Regions from separate parts of the Hordeum vulgare genome. Here region 1 is linked to region 2. Evidence: chromatin contacts called from public Hi-C data. All regions are on one chromosome and are shown on one strand. Each heading gives the region's core, a stretch centred on a gene start, on an enhancer-like site or on the middle of the called end of the contact. The rest is flanking DNA. Distances are from core to core; before and after follow the strand shown. Region 1 holds the start of LOC123397554 (protein NETWORKED 2A-like). Region 2 holds the start of LOC123397249 (pentatricopeptide repeat-containing protein At4g38150).

Region 1 (3,297 bases), core at 51-2,550, 540 kb after region 2:
CAAGGCTATTGAGGAGGTAAAGGCTGAGAAGGAGGATCTTCAAGAGCAGCTAATGCACAAGGAATCAGCTGTTGCTGAAGCTAACAAGGCCTTGCAGGAGGCAAAGGCCGAGAAGGAGGATCTTCAAGAGCAGCTAATGACCACGGAATCAGCAGTTGCTGAAGCTAACAAGGCTGTGCAGGAGGTCAAGGCTGAGAAAGAGGGCCTTCAAGAGCAGCTAACGCACATCGAATCAGCGTTTGCTGAAGCTAACAAGGCAGCGCAGGAGGCAGCGTCTGAGAGTTTGCAATTGAAGGATAGGTTACTTGATCAAGAGAACGCATTGCAGAGCTTAACCCAGGAGAATGACGAATTCAGGCTGCGAGAGGCCGACGCCATGAAGAAGATAGAGGAACTGTCTGCTTTGCTTGCTGAAGCCATGGAAAAGAAGCATCCTGAGGAGGAAGAGAAGTTAGTGGTTGTGGATGAGGTGCACAGTGCAACACGTGAAGTTGCCGATGCAGCTGCGGAAACTGAAGACACGGAAGGAGAGAGTGACAAAAAACCGAGCATGGAACTCGTCGTCGCCAACGGAAACTCCAATGGCGACCTGAATCAAGAGGAAGAGAAATACGACAGCAAGGTCGAGCAGCAGGAGGCGAAAAGTGATTTCACCACGGTACACGAGAGCGACAAGGTTGTTGAGAAGCAGCTGCAGGCAGATGCGAAACAGGAAACTGAGTCTTCGAAAGACGACCTGTCCTCCAAGGAGGACAGCAGCACGGAACACGCAAACGCGAACGGTACAGCAGCATCAGCAGAGGTGACCAGCAAGGTGGCCATGTCCCCGACGACAACGAAACCGCAGAAGAAGAACAAGCCCCTGCTGAAGAAGTTTGGTAACCTACTGAAAAAGAAGAACAGCAAGTAGTAGCAGGTGAACAGAAGAAAAAACACATGTACTATTATTGGTGTTTATTACTACTCTGATCTTTCTTTTCTTCTTCTTGTTTGATGACAGCAAGGTAGTGTGTGCTTAATTTCCACGTGTAATTTTTTTACTGTCGACGCCTGTACTTTTGTGGTGATTGCAGTAGCTTTGTGGGTGTTTCATTTTTCTCTTTTCTTTTTTTTCTATAAGTTGGACCTCCTGTTCTTTGCCCTATGGCTGTGGCTATTATTATCTACACGATCTGTGGCCGTTTGCTTGTAACCATATGGTAAGCTGATGTCACTCATATGATGCACTTGTACTTATAATGTAATGCAATGTGATGTTACCAGTGGGTGATAAACCCTAATACTATAACTAACCATCATGCTTGTTGGCATGATCTGTTGGCTATTCTATAATCATGTCTGTTGGCAGAAAGCATATTCACATGCCTGCTGCTGGAATTCTAACCATGTTTGTTGACAGAGAGCAACACTCATGTTGGCCATCCCATCCATGGTTTTTTTTTCAATGGTTGAGATGGATTGATCTGATTTGGCTTTATTTTTCATACTTTTTATCAGTATCTTTTTGTGTGTGGTTGGGCCCTCCTAATCTTGGTTGCTTGGGAAGGTGGCATCGATCGAATCAGGTGCATGGAAAGAAATGATAATGATGTATTTTATGTTGGAGGTGGTACAGCTGAAATAGCTGTGATTTCATAATGGTGCTGGATGGGGGCTGGCTGGCTGGGTGGGTTTTGTCACATGCTCCCATGTGGCCTTTAACTGTTGCATAATTGCATCCTGGCTGGGTGTAAAGGATACCGAATGATATGAGAGCAGCATTCATTCAGATTTGATGCAAAGGTTTCTATTATTCTTCTTCTTTCACTGTTATGGAATTTCTAATAATAATAATAAAAATGTGATGCGAGTTTTGGACTGCCCAGCGATTTTCTCCTGGGTTTGTATGTGGGCAAAACCCTGTTTTGTTGTATGCATGAGATGTAAATGAATTTGGCCATTGCAGATAATGATATCAACATATATGCATTTGCAGGAGAGCATGCAGCTGTCTAAAGGATTTTGCTCATCTTTTTATTTTTCTGAGAACAAGACAACACCTTGTCTGTTCCCATCAGCTTTAACTTGCTAGTGACACCAAATCTGTAAAAGAAAAGGAAAGGCAAGAAAAGGAAAGAAAGTGGAAGAAAAAAAGAAGACGAAAGCACAAACTGAGCCCACGGCCCATCTCAGAGCTACTTCTGGCCCAACTTCGTGCACATGCCCGCCCGACGTGCCGAGCACGAGCAGCAGCACAGGCCGCGACCCAGGACAGCAAACACCTCCGGGGACCCACATATCAGAGACTAGACCTCCCCGAGTCCTGCACCATGCCATCGCCACCACTTCTCTTCCACTACCACCTACTGCTCGCTTCCGTTCTTCCAATCAAGCACGATTGGCATCTCCTCAGGAACATTGCCACGAAGTATGCACCCCCCCCTCCTCCTCCTCCTCCTCTGTTCTTCCTCCTCTCCACCGCCGCCACCGTTGTCTCGTACTCTCGTTCATCGTCTTTCAAAGATGACATGCAGCCTCACAGCAAATGCAGGCAATGTGCATTGCTGACCTTCAAGTTTGAGTCATGTGTGCAACAGGGCTGATGATCAGCAGGGACGCATTCATGATCAGGTCCTGTGTGCGCTGGAGGAGGAGGTGAACTAGGGAGGAATTTTGGAGGGAGAGGACCGAGGAGGCGCTGGCTAACCGGCGGCTGGAGAAGCGCGGCGGCGGAGGAGAGGCAGGATGCTGCAGCGGGCGGCGAGCAACGCCTACTCGTGGTGGTGGGCGAGCCACATCCGCACCAGGCAGTCCAAATGGCTCGACAGCAACCTCCAAGGTCCGTTCACCTTCTTCGTCGCGCCAATCGATATACGCGCCTAGATCTCGTTGCTTGCTCGGCACGTCTTTGATTATTTTTCCTGGTCAGGGCTTTGCGTCATGTCCTGCACAAGCTGTCAAATAAAGTGGTGTTTCCATATATTGTCAATTGCCTCACATGACTGTATCATAGAATCTACTTGCAGCAAAAGATGTGAACTGTATCACTATTATGGCCACAATCACACTGATTATTTGATTATGCAAAGATATAAAAACCTACTTCATCAGCGTAAGGTGATTATGAGATTGATGGATGACACATGCCAGCAGAAATATATCACCACTTGGTAGCCAGTAGATGTTTGGTCATTTGTATTATATAAAGAATCACTGTGTTTAGACTTTAGACTTGCATATACAGTTAAATTCCCTCCAAAAGAGTCATGCACGATTCGAGTTGTTCACAGCTGAAAGAATAGGCAAGACAAACACTAC
Region 2 (3,473 bases), core at 471-2,970:
GGATTGGGGGGAGTTAGAAAATTTTTAGGCACGACGGGTGTTAACTCAACATAGCACTAGCGGTGGGTTTATGGAAGCGCTACTGCTATTGTACTTAGCAGTACCGCTTTTACCACGCCGGCGCTGCTACTACAGCTAGTGCGGTTACGTCGTTGGGCCCCTTTTAGCAGTAGCGCTGGATGCTATGCAGCGCTACTGATATTGACCTTAGCAGTAGCGCAGGTTTAGGAACGGCGCTTCTACTGTAGCTACTATGGATGGCCTCATTGGTCCATGTTTATCAGTAGCGCAGATTATGAGGCCTGCGCTACTGCTAAGGACATTATTAGTAGCGCTGCGTTGTTTCCAGCACTGCTGCTAAATAGCAGCAGCGCTTTCTACAATCCAGCGCTACTAATAGGCTCATGCATATAAGGTTTTTCCTAGTAGTGGGCGCGGTGGCGACGGCGAGGGAGGCAGCTATGAGGGAGGCGACGGCAACGACGACGACGACGACGGCGAGGGAGGCGGCGACGGCTTGAGCTCGAGGAGAGAGGGGGTGGGGGAGTGGGGGAGAGTTAGGAATTTTTTAGGCATGGCGCGGGGTGTTAACTCAACATAGTAGTAGCGGTGGTTCCGGAGGAGCGCTACTGCTATTGTACTTAGGAGTAGCGCTTTTACCACGCCGGCGCCGCTACTACAGCTACTGCGGTTACGTCGTTAGGCCGCTTTTAGCAGTAGCGCTGGATGCTACGCAGCGCTACTGATATTGACCTTAGTAGTAGCGAAGGTTTAGGAACGACGCTGCTACTATAGCTACTGCGGGTGGTCTCCTTGGTCCCCGTTTATCAGTAGCACAGAATATAAGGCCAGCGCTACTGTTAAGGACATTAGCAGTAGCGCTGCGTTGTGCCCAGCGCTACTGCTAAATAGCAGCATCGCTTTCTACTTTCCAGCGCTACTAATAGGCTCCTACCTATAATATTTTTCTTAGTATTGTGATGCACTAATCGTGGGAGTTCAGACTCGCGGTTAGATGGTTGTTCGTTTGTGGACATCCACAATACTAAATAATAATATAAAAATTCATTTCATGATAAATCTAAGAATCTGACTTGATATTATGCATACTGATATATTTCTATAAAAACATGGTCAAATTCAAAGAGGGTTGACTTTTTAAAAAACTAATACTCCCTTCGTTTCAAAATTCTTGTCTTAAATTTTTCTAGATATAAATGCATCTATATACTAAAATGTGACTAGATACATTCATATCTAGATAAATCCGAGACAATAATTTTAAAACGAAGGGAGTACAACATATACTTTAAGATAGACGAAGTATAAAAATTATGAAAATCAAAAACACCAACCACGCAGCAAAGCGCGTTCAATCCTTCTAGTATCCACTATGCTTCCTGATTTTTAAGGCCTCATAATTAATTTAGGTCTTTAATTTTGAGTTAGGTCAGTCGATTTTGACGGGTCAACAATTTCTCATGAAGCTCTCCTATTTAATTCTTTTTTTTTGGGAGCCTGTTTAATTATTTTAACGCGCTATGTTTCTTAGTTTTAAAGCTCTTCCATTTAACCGAGATATTCAATTTTAATTTGATTTTCTATTTTGCTCGGGCCAACGTTCAGAAATCCGAGGCCCCTATGCGCATCAAGCTTTTCATGTGCCCTGCGTTTTAAGACCGATGTTAGACGGCCGAGCGCCTGGCGAGCCATGACATTCATCACATACCTTGTTATCCGAGCGTGGTGGCTGTAATACCAGATCTGATGGCCATCGTGCTCGTCATCCGACGGTCTACGACATGTCCGATATGACTCAAGGATCGGTCGTCTCATTCCGTGTGTGCAACTGCAACCCAAGGAGCTCCGCCACTCCCTCCCCATGGCCGTCGCCGCCGTCCGCCGCCTACTCCGTCCCACCTCCTCCGCCGCCCTGTCCAGTGCCGGCCGCCTCCTCTCCTCCACCGCTTCTCCACCGCCCAACCGCAGCCCCAACACCAACAGCCCCGTCTCCTTCGACTGGTCCGACGACGACGAGAGCCCCGCCGAGCCTCCACCGACGTCCCCGGCAAAGAACCCCGCTCCGCCGCCGCCCTACGAACCCTTCAGCAAGAACCCCGCTGCGGCCGACCCGGTCGACCCCACCAACCTTCAGGAGATCTTTCACAGGATGCGCACCGGAGGCCTCACCGACTATGCCATCAAGATGTTCGACGGATTGTCCAAGGACGGGCTCACGCACGAGGCGCTGGCCCTCTTCTCTGTCATAAGGGACAAGGGCGCCATGCCCGACGTCGTCGCCCACACCGCCGTCCTCGAGGCCTACGCGGCCGCCGGCCCCGCCCGCTGGCGCGACGCCGTGCGCACCTACAACCGCATGCTCTCCGGCGGGGTCGCGCCCAACGCTTACACCATGGCCGTGCTTGTCAAGGGGCTCGCGGCGGGCGACCGGTGCGCTGAGGCACGCAAGTACCTGCTGGAGATGCTCGACCGGGGGATGCGCCCCAATGTCGAGACTTGCCTTGCTGCCTTCGAGGCGCACGTCAGGATGGACAAGGTCGAAGAGGGGAAGGCGCTGCTCGAGATGATGAAGAAGAAGGGGTTCACGTTGGACGAGGAGGCAGTGCGCGGCGGCACCGTCAAGCGGGGGCATGTCTTCAGGGCTGTCATGAACATGCTCTTTGGGAAGCCATCATAGTTAATGGTACGCACTATCTGTTTCTTTCATATATACTCCCTCCGTTCTAAAACAAGTGTCGCAGATTTAATACTAAGTTAGTATAAATTTTGTACCAGATCAACGACATTTATTTTTAGAGAGAGGAAGTATATGATAGCACGATGTTGTTGCATGAACACTTGTTAGTTCGTAACTTGTCACTCGTAATCAAAATGTCTACTGTTTGTTCTCTGTTGCACAGGACAGGATTGATATCCTGTCTTGCATGGCTTGCTCCTCCTTATTTTCAGTGTTTGTAGTTTTTCTTTTCATTTGATTGGTGTTGTATGCATTATAATCAGTTCTATCATGGATAAAGCTAGATAAAATAACCATGGATATAATTTCTATCATGACCAGCACACACACTGTCATGATCTTTATGGTTACACTTTTTGAAACTGTTGTGGCAGCGACAACAGGAACAAAACCATTGGTGAAGAAGTATGTGAGTCCAAATTTTAAATACAAAGATTTCATCCTTCCTCTCTACATATAAACATAGCCTTATTTCAGCTCTGTGGTAATATATTAAGGGTGACATCGAAACCAGGATCTACAGTGACAGCCTTGATGATCAAATAAGGGATATACCGGAGATCGGTATTCAGCATGATGGTATGCTGATAAACGTTTTAATAACAAATTAATGCTTATTCAATTTTGTTATTATGGTAATGTTTGACAAGGGGCAATAGTTTTCATAGCCTCAGTCATAGGTAACTCAGTGACCCTTGTATTTTACTACTCCCTC

What was found. Hi-C and Micro-C count contacts between places; a contact is called where the count stands out from the background.
Region 1: a contact with region 2 is called in a Hi-C map of seedling, with 2.5 times the contacts expected there. The contact joins the promoter of LOC123397554 here to the promoter of LOC123397249 in region 2. A contact is called at or near these places in 2 of 6 Hi-C or Micro-C datasets (leaf and seedling) and 1 of 1 datasets of contacts at active chromatin or transcription factors (embryo).

Annotation. Positions count from the first base shown.
Region 1 is chr1H:25,516,950-25,520,246 of MorexV3_pseudomolecules_assembly, forward strand. LOC123397554 (protein NETWORKED 2A-like) reads left to right here and starts at 1,301. Exons shown (of 4, transcript XM_045092121.1): 1 at 1,301-2,407; 2 at 2,577-2,818. The coding sequence starts at 2,725. LOC123397649 (WEB family protein At3g02930, chloroplastic-like) reads left to right here. Exons shown (of 3, transcript XM_045092282.1): 3 at 1-1,192. The coding sequence ends at 910.
Region 2 is chr1H:24,972,861-24,976,333 of MorexV3_pseudomolecules_assembly, forward strand. LOC123397249 (pentatricopeptide repeat-containing protein At4g38150) reads left to right here and starts at 1,721. Exons shown (of 3, transcript XM_045091893.1): 1 at 1,721-1,857; 2 at 1,860-2,704. The coding sequence starts at 1,803. The coding sequence ends at 2,698.